4 separate regions of the Mus musculus genome follow, and regions 1, 2 and 4 are each linked to region 3. The links are chromatin contacts, called in public HiChIP or PLAC-seq and promoter capture Hi-C maps. All regions are on one chromosome and are shown on one strand. Each heading gives the region's core, a stretch centred on a gene start, on an enhancer-like site or on the middle of the called end of the contact. The rest is flanking DNA. Distances are from core to core; before and after follow the strand shown. Region 1 overlaps Gm50597 (a long non-coding RNA gene). Region 2 has its middle 14 kb from the start of Gm50597. Region 3 holds the start of Rab2a (RAB2A, member RAS oncogene family). Region 4 has its middle 39 kb from the start of Gm50597.

Region 1 (2,700 bases), core at 98-2,597, 600 kb after region 3:
TTCAATGTCATAATAAGAACAGCCTGTTAGTTCACTTGTTCAACGCAGATCTCTTTGCCATAATGTGGAGGATGGGCCTGAGAAAGCCAGGACTGAAGGCTGGGATGCCTGGCAGCTACCAGATGTGGCTATGATTGGACATGGAATGGAGAGGGAGGGTTGCTGAGACCTTCCCCCAGGCCAGCTCCAGTGGAGGCAGAGAGAAGATAGTATACCCTTTAATCATGAAGGGCACATTCTAAGACCCTCAGAGGAAGCCTGAAACTATTCATCCTACTGATACATATATCCTTAGGTATATTTAATATATTTCTACATATACACACCTAGGTCAAAATTTAACTTATAAATTAGTAAGTTAAATCTATAAATTAACCTACAACAAGGTTCAGGAAAAGGTTAACGAGAGCAGTAAGACAGAAAATTACAACAAACGTTAATAGTCATTTTCTCTTGTTTTCTAAATGTCTTTCTGAAAGTGTAGATCTTAACAATGTTACTAGACGTTTTGTTCTTTTCTTATTAAGCTTATTATTATAGCACCTTCCCATTTATCAAAAGCACTTTCCAACTTGTCTTTGGCACGCCTAAATTCCTAGCATTGCCTGTCTTGCTCGAAGGGGTTGTTGTACAAGTAAATTTGGTTTACTGAGCACAAACTTTGTGATACCTCAATAAGCGAGCTGAGGGTCACGTGAGTAACGGGAAGGTAGCCTATATAGTGTGGATACAGAGAACAAAGGTTCGATTCTCATTCCAGATAGGAAGGGACTGGATACTGTGAAGTGTCATTGCCCCACTTAGAATAGCATTCAATACAAAACGTACAACTTACTTATGTATGGAACTTTCCACGTAACATTTTCAGAACGTGGGTGAGGACAGATAATTGAAACCTGGAAAAGAAAGACTGCTGGAGTGATGTGGGTTGGGCTAGCTGAGTAGAGGGATTGGGTTCCCATTGTGAGGATTTTATGGGGCTTGTGGCTGGTGGCATACGTTTGTATTTTATCCTCAGATCCGACCTGTCCACCCTATGCACTGTCGCTCTTTTCAACTTGACCTCATTTGACCTTGTCAGGCATCTTCAACATCCATCAGTCCTTCAGGGAGGAAAGCCTTTGGACACATGGCTTCTCGCCATTATTGGTGTGCAGACAACTTGAAAATTGGCAGAGGAATCCATGCTGGCGAAAGAGCAGTTGAAAGACCCTCAGAAGAGGTCGGGATGCCCTTGGAGGAGGTAGAAAACTTCATGTGTTCCACGCTTCTCACAGCCCCGCTGGGCTCCTGTGGCTTCTCAGTGTCTCATTTCCAGGCTATGCCGGTGCTCCACTCGCCAGCAGAGGGCAGCATTGAGACATCAACGAAGGCGGACTTGGGCGCGCGACCGCCGGGAAGCAGAGCCTCAGGATGGCTGCTTGTCGGAAGCTTTAACCTTTTAAGCAATTCTCCGGGGAGCCCTTCCTGTCATGTGTGGGCTGCCCTAAAATGAGCAGGTGATAGAAATGAAATATTAAACAATTCTGTTCTGCAAAATGAAAATGAGTTGTCATTTAGCATTTTTATCAGTCGATGACACATTCTTCCAGCTTCAGAAGGATTTTGTGAAAATGCAGGAGACAGTGAACTCATTTACCACCAAATCCTCAAGAATCACACGTGGGGGCGCCGTCATCAGGGGCAGGGGTGCAGGGCAGGCCAAGGCTGAGCCTTCAGGGCCGAGGGGCTGGGATCTGGGACCTGTGACGCAGGCCAAGGATGCAATTGTCCTGGATAGCAATACCGAGGAAGCAGGCACATCTCCAGCAAGGCTGTGTGTGGCCAGGCAGAAGGCAAGTCAGCTCACAGAATAATGAAAGGAGCTGAAGGTGGTGAAGTGAGGGCTGCGGGCAAGCTCGCTGGTCGCAGGAATCTCTTTCATACTGCTTTCAGAAGCACCAGCAGTGATGCCGAGCAGGGTTTTGTTTTTGTTTTTGTTTTTGTTTTTGTTTTTGTTTTTGTTTTTGTTTTGTGATTTTCACCTAGTGGCTTTGGTGGCAGCGAAGTCCACTCTGAGCTCAGGCTGTCAAAAGGGCGCTTTGCAGGAACCTGAGAGGGTCTCCAAGCAGAGCTGCAGGGAAGGGTGGGCCCCAGCCTTCCCCGGAAGCTCTTCAGCAGATTAAATCATGGCGTCTTTGGTAGAGGATTCCTGGCTGCCACACAAACAGCCCCTGCTTCCCCGTTTCCAGTGCGATTTATTTCTCTACAGACGGTATTGATTCTTTCCTCTATCCGATCGCTCCTGGGCCTGTGTAAATGAAAGCCCTCTTGTGTAATAGTCATGCCTATAGCTGGGCGATTTGGGCAGGCAGCTGCGTGTTACATGACCCTGTGAGAAGCGATGCATTTTGCTGGATAGATACAGTCGAAGCAAATGTTTGCAACTCATCTAGCAGCCCAACCTGTATTTACGAAATATTCACCCTGTTTTTTTTTTCCCCCTTTGAGTCAAAACAGCTCAAGAATATTTCTGTTATAATATTCATATGAAGGGGCTAGTGGCAGAATGAGATCATTATCTGTTGAGCCAGGTGCTGCCCTCTGTGTTACTGAGGGAAACAATCCAGACTTGTGCTCGGTTTGAGTTCATTTGAACTCATCCAGATGGGACTAACAATAATACCTGTTCCAGGTGGGTACAGATGCATCTGACATAAA
Region 2 (2,700 bases), core at 145-2,644, 570 kb after region 3:
GCTCTGTGTATATTCGTAAATATATAATAAATACCTTTAATCCCGGTGCTTGGGAGGCAGAGGCACACAGATTTCTGTAAGTTTAAGACAAGCCTGCTCTAAATAGAAAGTTTCAAGTCAGCCAAGGGTTATGCAGTGCCACCCTGCTTCAAACAAAACAAAAATGACAAGAAGAACCAAGATAAAAATTCAAGACAAACAAAGAAAAACAAAACAAAGATTTAGCTTATTTTTTTAAGAAAGAGAGTGAGGAAGAGAGAGAGAGAGCACATGTGTGTGTGTGTGTCTGTCTGTCTGTCTGCACCCAACTGAATATGCCCTTGGAGGTCAGAAGATGGGGTTCGATCCCCTGGAGCTGGAGTTAGAGTTACAAGTGGTTGGGAGCTTCTGTGAATGGAATCTGGGTCCTTTGTAAGAGCAGTATGTGTTCTTGACCACGGAGTAAGCTCTCTAGGCCCACTCTATTTACTTTTGAATACATTTTCTTAATATTAAAAATAACCATTTTCATGTAGAATGTCCCAAAGAGGAGGGGTGGAGGGAGAGGGGGAGGGAGTGGGGAGAGAGAGATCTTCAAACTCCAAACACTTTGGGATCAGCAACTACAGGACGACAGGATAGGCCAAAGCACAAAGGGCAGCTGTGGTGTATGACCCACAGCAACCTAAACGCAATTATTTCTCCACTTTGAGTTTTACTTCCTTGCACCTGGGGTCTAGGATGCTTTCCTGATCCTGTTGCAGTTCCTGCAGGTGAGCTGGCCTTGGCTTGCTGAGCCAGTGTTAGATGCTGGCACCATTTGTCCTGTCTCTCCTCGCTTCTTACGCCCCTCCCTTCAGCAGTTGAGCAGATGAGTGCTCTAGCGGGAGCATTGAGGGCTCTTGGTTAGGGTTTGTCTTGTTGAACTATATTCAAACATGAAGTCAATACCAGGACTGACAAACAGTAAGACTGGGGCATAAATACTCGCTGAAAAAATAACATAATCCCAACAACGTGTAGGCACCACCATGGGGGCGCGCGGGGGGGGGGTGGGGTGGCTAGTGCTTGAATAGCCAGGAGAAAGATCTCTGATAAAACCGAAAAGGTGGGAAAGAGAACAAAATATTTAGAAAGGGCTTAACTTCAGAAGGTAGAGGTGTGGTTTGGAAGGCACAAAAGGCCGTACCGGAGGAGGATTGGACACCTGGACAAAGAGCTCTGCGCTCAGGCCTGTGCATTAGACCAGGAAGCAGGTGCCAGAACCTGAGTAGGCGTCGGAGGGTGGCAGCTCTGAGCTCCAGGCAGGATGACAAGCAGCTCGGGTGCAGATGGCTTGGACGGAAACCCACAGGGACAGCTGGGTTCCGTTCGTCTCTATTCTTCAGAGACTCGGCCGTGGAAGTTTACTTGGCTAGGCCTCCAGGTACTGTGGAGCTCGGAGATAAGCATCAACGCCTCTCTGCTCTCTGGGCCTCTCCATTACACTGAGAAGAAAAGACAGGCTTTGGGGTTTGGAAGCCCGTTGCTGAGCAGAAGGCCAGGTTCCCAGGGCTCATTGGAAGGAACGGGTGACAAGCTGGCTTGTGATTGCACGGTTACCTGTGATAACACGCCAGGCAGGAAGGCTCAGGCCACAACTGACACTCATTTCAGAGAAAGGGACCTCGGATGTCCCCTGAAATCAGGGGGAGTATCTTCTCTTAGAAATTGTCCTGCTGGGCTTTGGGCACTACTGCTAACTCTGTTATTTCCATAAAGCAGTGCAGATACAAATGAAGGCAATTCAGAACTCAAGTTACAGACTAGCAAGTTACAGTCTGAAGATTAGACAGGATTGTTGTCAGGGAGCTTTTTTTCCCCCCCTTCCAAACCAAATTAAATTTTATCATTTGGTTCTTAGTCTAGGAAGACTCAGGTGCTTTGGGCTGCTTATACAAAATATCCTTGCTGAGTAATTGGCGAACGTCAGAAATCATTGCTCGTAAAATCGGAAGTCTCGGAAGTCCTGCATCAAGACACTGGAGGTATCTGTGTCTGATGACGGCTCACCGCTCAGAGACTGAGTGTTTTTCTCCTGGTGGAAGTGATGGCATCTTTCCACCCTCTTTTGGAAGGACACTAGCCATGCTCTTGGTGGTTGCCCCTACTTGATCTCACATTCTAAAGGCCCTGCCCCAATGTCATTACCTTGGGGCCTAGTTTCAACACGTGAGTTTGGAGGCACACAAACAAAGTGTAGCAAAGTCCAAACCAGAGAGGGTGGGGCATTTTCTTTGAAGACAAGTCTACCCTTTGTTTGCAATCCCCATTTTTCCAATGATGTGACTTGGTGCCAAAATTCTAGCAGGGGACTCAAGCAGGAGTGTTCCGTGAACATCTTTGTAGCATCTTCCCATTCTCCGGAGTTTAACGCCTTAGCTTGTCCTTTGCGTTGAGCCTCGTTGTGAAGCAGCGATTTTTACGTTCTTTTGCCTTACATGCTGGAATCTAAGTCATTCGTTGAGTAGGCATTGAGGGTCTAAAGGAAGCACTCTTTCAGGCATTTGGGATTTATCAGGCAACAATACAGAATAAGTTCCTCTGCCCAATATTTAGTACAATGAAATTTGCAATGTTAGCTGATAAATAGACTCCAACTAAGTTTCTCCTTTCCTATGAAAGTGATGGTGTCTGACTCAAACTTTTCTGAGCCATGCATTACTGTTGATCTTGTAATTC
Region 3 (2,700 bases), core at 40-2,539:
CCATTTTTTTCAGTTGCTTTTCACATCAAGTTCCTGAGCCTTTAGCAAACCACCTCCCTAGTAATGAAGAAAAACCTAGTGAGGTCCTGCTTGTCAGTTGTGCAAATGAAGTAGCAACCAACTTCAGTCATCCTAGCATGGTACCATCAACTATAATCACAGAATGGTTGATTCCCAAGGGAAGGGATGACAGTCAGCAGGAGGCTGGCCACGAAAGCCACAAAAGCCCACTCATTCCTCCTCCAGCAACAGAAGAGAGATGGAAGCATTAAATCAGCTTCCTTACACAACTCTTAAATTTCCTGAACAGATCCACGAACATCATTCTGCTATATTCTCTCTGTTTCTCTGTCTCTCTCACTTTGTGTGTGTGTTTCTCCTTCTATTGTGGTTTCCAGAGAATGAACTCAAGACAGGCTTGCATGGCAAGTGCTTTTATCTGTACATTTTGGGGACACACTTTTTTTTAGATAGGGTCTCATGCTTGACCCCTCAGTGTTGTAAAGAATGACCCAGAATTCCTGATCCTCCTGCCTCTATCTCCCAAGTGCTGAGATTATAAATGCATGGCTTACTTGTAGTAACCTTTGTCCTTTTGATAGTCACTTTCTTGTAAGTGGGCTCTCTAGAAAACTGTTTCAGATAGTAAACTAACTCTGTCCTCCACCTTCTTTAAAATCTGGGCTTTTAAAGAACTGGGTTTGCCTCTAGTTGGCAGCACTGGCAATATATACAGAATATATTCAAAGGCAAAAGTACCTTCAAACTGCATGCACACACATATGTTTTTTACTAATTCCATCATGTCATACCAGGTATTTCCTTTCATGTTGCTTCTGTATTTATTTCAGTTTTTCGTACAATACATACACAAAACATGATTAAGCCATATATTGTACACATTACACCTATACACAACATTGCACTTAGAATCCTGGTCTGATAAACAGCATGCAAATGTATATTTACTTCAATATTTATACAGTTGGGTTTTTTTTTACATCTTTTTAAGAGCGACATAACAGCATTATAGGGACATACCACGATTACACACACACACACACACACACACACACACACACACACACACACACACACACAGAGAGAGAGAGAGGGCGGCGACTGAACCTAGCAGGCTCCGTTTCCTCGCGACTCCCCGAGCCCCGGCCTGGTAGGCGGGGCTCCGGGGTAGGCGGGACTCCGACCGGAGGGCGCGGCCGCGGCTCCTCCCCTCTCCTCCGGCGGCGCAGGCGGCGGCAGCACTTCCGGGTCGGCGCGGAGGCGGGGCGGAGGCGCCGCGGCTGTTATTGTTCCGAAGGGCTGGGCCGCTGTGCTCCGCGCTCGGCGCTGTCAGTTCGTCCCGCTGCCCCTCGGCCTTTGCTGCTGGCTCTGACGGCGACCGACGGCGGGCGGGGCCCGGGTTCGCGGCCGAGCGGCGCCGGTGAGGGCGCGGAGGAGGCGCACAGCGGGAGGAGGAGCCGTGAGCCTGGCACGGAGCGGCCGCGGCCATGGCGTACGCCTATCTCTTCAAGTACATCATCATCGGCGACACAGGTGAGGCCGGCGGCGGGCCGGGGGCGACCGGGGCGGGCAGGCGGGGCAAACGGCGGCGGCGGCGCCGAGCGGCGCGGGTCGGGGGCGCAGCGCCTCCCTTCCTCCCATCCTCCCTCGGTCCCCTGGCCGCCGCTCCATTTCCGCAGTGCTGGCGCTGGTGACGTGGGCGCTGCGAGCGGCCGCGGCCTGCCTGGGCCTTCCTTCCCTGCTCCGCCCGGGCCCGCTGCAGCCAGGCCCGCGGCAGCCGTTTGCCACTTCCCGGAGAGTGTGACAGCAGCACGGCCGTCCCCGGGGGGCCCCCGCCTCGACTGTCTCCGCGGCCCGGGGAGAGAGAGGGAAGTCGAACGAATTGGAGCGTGACGGGCCCCGGTCCAGATTTTTCTCCCTGGTCCCACCTCCCCGACCTGCACGCTTCCGTCTAGGCCCTGGCAAGGCGCACCCTGAAGTGGGACAGCCTTTTGGGGAGGAAAAAAAAAAATTAAAAAAGGAAAAGAAAAAAACCTAAATTTTTTTGGAAATATCCTCAATCTCCAAGTCCGAATAAGTGAGATCACATGACTCGATGGCAGGGCAATTCTTCTCGGGATCATTAAAGCACCATTGAGCTCTGGCGACTTTTGCCACGTGTATGCTGGCATTATTTGACTTGATAGTAATGCAAGGCAGGTCAGTGGGCTGGGTGTGAGCATACTGTGGGTATGCTGACTTACTACTGATTTTTTTTTCTTTTTTTTCGGTTTTGTCAAGTCCAGGATCACAACTGTTAATTTTCAGGTGACCTCGTGTACATTTGTAGCAAAAAAAAAAAGGAAAAAAAAGTTCCCACTTAAAAATAGCATCCTCATAAGTTTCTGAAGCAAATAAGCAAGCTGTTCATGAAATACTTTGAATACCTGCGATTTGGGCCATATTTCGAATCTAATAATAAACGTAAAGCTTATTTAGGTGTTAAAACTATTAATACACTAGAGTCTGATTTCAGTGGTGAGTGTTGCACAACCTGGACCCCTTACACAACTTTGTAAATGTAGAAGCATCTTGAGGTTGCCCTATGATGTAGCAGGTTCTATAAGTAACTCTGGAAGTATGTTGATTGCTACCTAACACAAACTTCCTGCAGTTAATACAGTTTTTCAGCCGTGTGTG
Region 4 (2,747 bases), core at 149-2,648, 550 kb after region 3:
GCCATTTTCTAACCTTTGGGCTGTTTTTATATTTATTTTTCACTACTCTGGGAGAATGATTCATGCTGGGTGGGAACTCCTTGTTCTGCCTTTGCCTTTCCTTGTGAAGTCAGATACCCACAAGAAAGGGCCAAGACCACAACATGTGTTAGCCGATGCCCAGTGTCTTGCAATCTCTCTCTCCGGCTGTGCCTCCATTTCCTGGCCATCTAACATATCAGCGTGTGCTTTTCTGCCACGCTGTCAGGATCAAAAGTCAGCAGAGATGATTCAGGCTCCTTGTCTATTACGAAATAATTGTCTTATCTGCATGATAATACACACATATATTTCAGCTAAATTATCTACATTCTAAGGACTCATTCATGCTCTGGAGAAGGTGATGGATACGCCAGATGCTTACACGTGGTGAGATGGCGAAGAGAGGTGGAGCGGGGCACCTTGCCAACTGTTTGGGTGGCTATTTGTCAGGAGAACGAGTCACGCCTGCAGCCCCGGCTGTCCCATTCCTGATACTGCTTTTAATACGTTTCATTGGAAAGAGGCCAAGGGCCCTACACCAAAACTTCAGTCCGTTTCTCCCCCTATTGACAGTGGTCTATTCCTACCCTGCCTTTCTCTCTCTACAGGCGACCTGTGTCTCCCTAGGTGTGATAATATGCTTTGTTTCAAAGCTAGGACACTACGCTATTTTATATTCTTCATCTTATTCTTGAAGTGTTCACCCAAAATGTATTATGGAGTCTGGGGAAGCCTTCACCTACAGACAAGGTGATCTACTTTGCTTGCAATCTGTATCAATAAACTACTCCTGAGTTCTCATCAGCTCAATGCTTGGCTGGAGGCTTTACCCATGCATCATGTTCGAGGAGAGAGGACATGCTCTGTTGTTGACTGGACCACAGAACTCAGGGTTAGTGTGAGCAGAGCCAAGGCCACACTGGAGCCATCTGCTAGGACCTGAGGGAGGGAGTTCAGTGGGCCGGCTGCTCTGCAAGCCTGTAATGTGAGAACTCTTCCGTTGCCATGCAGTGGGCAGGATGGCGCCCTAACTCCTTGGGCAGCTTTTGTGTTCTTATGATGGACTGAGCTGACCTTACCTCTCCCGCTGTCCTATTGTCTTAAGAAGGTGGCTGGGGAAGCCTCAGGGAGGGCTGATCTAAAGTAAGCAGAAACCCGGGGCGGCTTCTCCAAGACAGTCTCCAAGGCGATCTCCAGGGCTGGCTGGCTGGTGGATCTGGCGGTAGCAACCAGGGGCACGTGAAGACTTAGATGAAAGGCAGCTGTGTTGTGCCGGCAGTGGGAATTGGGAGCTGTATTTGTTCTGCATTCTGCAGTGTGCTGGGCTAAGCTGTCTCTATGACCTTGACAGTTAGGGCAGAACTAACTGTCTGGCTCTGTGACATGGGAAGGGCTTAGTCGGTACCTCTATTTGCTAAATTGGGGCCAATGTGGTTGAGGACACTTGGTTATTTCGAGTGTTTGTTTATCTGCCAAGTTTGGTGATCAATGCAGGGCAGGAGGCCAGGTGTGGTCACATGTCAGCACTGTGATCAGGAAGTGTGGAAATTTCTAGTTTCCACTTTCATCTATTTTTACGACCATCTTTATTGGGTTTTCTAAGAGTCTGGAACATGCAAACTGTGTGAATCAGAGGGAAACTTTATAACGTTTAATTCATCATCCTGAAACTGGGCAAATTTTTTCTCTAATCACACATGGAGCAAGTGTGGAGGGCACTTTGAACCCAGTGATTCCCTCCCTTGCCTTGGGTGCTAAGGAAATAGTGCGAATGAACAGTGTCTAGTCTGGAGGCCCTTTCTGTGTGTTTTTGAGCTTTCCCTGTTCTCAACTTGGTGTGTTGTTCCCGAGTATTTTTTAAAGAGTTCAAAGCATTTGGGGATTGCATAAATGCATTTTAAAATAAAATGCCAATTGAGAAGCAAAATCTCACCTTAGGGTATAAAGTGAGGAGGTGGCGCTCTAAGGTATGGTTGCGGGGAAAGTTTGTTTATTGAAGATGTGAGAGAGAGCACAGCCAGAGGCACTGGAAGAGAGTCCAGAGCAAGGAGAGAAAGCGGGGTCCAAACACGCCCAGTAGGCTGAAACAGGGCATTAGAGGAGAGAGGGGGGCGGGGAGAGAGGAGGGCCAAGGGAGTGGATGGGTGAAATGGCTGGGCGCTATAAGAACCAGAGGCTGGGGGAAGGGAAGTTGGAGAAATTTAGGGTAGGGGGCGGGGTCAGAGAGCTGAGAAGAGTCACCACCAGTACTCAGTGAACCTGGAGGCCAGCGTGCACTTTGGTATGATGATAGTCACCGCACTGGTGTATGATGTCGCTATGTTAACACGAAGTCTGAAAAATCAGCTTAGTAACAGGATTAGATTCACTTTGAGAATCTTCCGGCCGGCGCTCGTGAAGAGGAAGATAAGGAGAAAGATGTGTCTAAGACTGAAAGCCGTGCCACACTCCAACTTAGTATTTCTCTGAAATAAGCTCTTGGGGAAAAACTCAAACCATCTGGGTTAGATTATCGAATGTAAGCATAGGATGGAAAGTGGTCTTTGGGACAGTGGAATGAATGCTTCTGGAATTTATAATCTCACTGTCCCCATGTCTTTACCGATGAAATAAAAGAACCCCCCTCTGCTTTGACTATTTATGTTTTCCTCAGTTGGGGAAGGGCACTCAGATGAGGTTGGAGGGACATGTGAGAGGTGGCATGAAACGAACTCCATGTGATTTTT

The links. Promoter capture Hi-C pulls out the DNA fragments that hold promoters and counts their contacts. HiChIP or PLAC-seq counts read pairs in DNA pulled down with a chosen protein or histone mark.
Region 1: an H3K4me3 HiChIP or PLAC-seq map of bone marrow-derived macrophages shows a contact between it and region 3, with 8 times the contacts expected there. The contact joins the enhancer-like site here to the promoter of Rab2a in region 3. A contact is called at or near these places in 22 of 39 promoter capture datasets (the 3T3-L1 cell line, the C10 cell line, the HPC-7 cell line and 14 more), 1 of 15 datasets of contacts at CTCF or cohesin (large pre-B cells), 1 of 484 Hi-C or Micro-C datasets (rod photoreceptor), 6 of 115 datasets of contacts at active chromatin or transcription factors (acute myeloid leukemia, bone marrow-derived macrophages, embryonic basal ganglia and 2 more) and 2 of 9 other capture datasets (adipose tissue and liver).
Region 2: a promoter capture Hi-C map of hippocampal neurons shows a contact between it and region 3, with 5 times the contacts expected there. The contact joins the enhancer-like site here to the promoter of Rab2a in region 3. A contact is called at or near these places in 19 of 39 promoter capture datasets (the 3T3-L1 cell line, 3T3-L1-derived adipocytes, the C10 cell line and 13 more), 4 of 484 Hi-C or Micro-C datasets (LSK cells, adipose-derived mesenchymal stem cells, bone marrow-derived macrophages and 1 more), 18 of 115 datasets of contacts at active chromatin or transcription factors (the 230-238 cell line, the SCID.adh cell line, acute myeloid leukemia and 14 more) and 3 of 9 other capture datasets (adipose tissue, liver and macrophages).
Region 4: an HNF4G HiChIP or PLAC-seq map of pancreatic cancer cells shows a contact between it and region 3. The contact joins the enhancer-like site here to the promoter of Rab2a in region 3. A contact is called at or near these places in 18 of 39 promoter capture datasets (the 3T3-L1 cell line, 3T3-L1-derived adipocytes, the C10 cell line and 12 more), 3 of 484 Hi-C or Micro-C datasets (LSK cells, adipose-derived mesenchymal stem cells and cerebral cortex), 10 of 115 datasets of contacts at active chromatin or transcription factors (acute myeloid leukemia, bone marrow-derived macrophages, cardiomyocytes and 6 more) and 3 of 9 other capture datasets (adipose tissue, liver and macrophages).

Annotation. Positions count from the first base shown.
Region 1 is chr4:9,134,629-9,137,328 of GRCm38.p6, forward strand. Gm50597 (a long non-coding RNA gene) reads left to right here. Exons shown (of 2, transcript XR_001784233.1): 2 at 1,082-1,545. Gm34288 (a long non-coding RNA gene) reads right to left here. Exons shown (of 4, transcript XR_881105.2): 2 at 836-896. Among named protein-coding and RNA genes, the nearest start is that of Gm34288, 6.6 kb to the right of the region's middle. Within about 2 kb of position 1,348, at least 96 of the 459 cell types and tissues checked have an H3K27ac peak or open chromatin away from gene starts, as enhancers often do. A contact at or near this core is called in the HPC-7 cell line, bone marrow-derived macrophages, embryonic basal ganglia and 1 more, where this site is marked.
Region 2 is chr4:9,106,152-9,108,851 of GRCm38.p6, forward strand. No RefSeq gene overlaps it. Among named protein-coding and RNA genes, the nearest start is that of Gm50597, 14 kb to the right of the region's middle. Within about 2 kb of position 1,395, at least 33 of the 459 cell types and tissues checked have an H3K27ac peak or open chromatin away from gene starts, as enhancers often do. A contact at or near this core is called in the SCID.adh cell line, acute myeloid leukemia, cerebral cortex and 1 more, where this site is marked.
Region 3 is chr4:8,534,355-8,537,054 of GRCm38.p6, forward strand. Rab2a (RAB2A, member RAS oncogene family) reads left to right here and starts at 1,290. Exons shown (of 8, transcript NM_021518.3): 1 at 1,290-1,554. The coding sequence starts at 1,509.
Region 4 is chr4:9,080,828-9,083,574 of GRCm38.p6, forward strand. No RefSeq gene overlaps it. Among named protein-coding and RNA genes, the nearest start is that of Gm50597, 39 kb to the right of the region's middle. Within about 2 kb of position 1,399, at least 72 of the 459 cell types and tissues checked have an H3K27ac peak or open chromatin away from gene starts, as enhancers often do. A contact at or near this core is called in cerebral cortex, heart atrium, liver and 1 more, where this site is marked.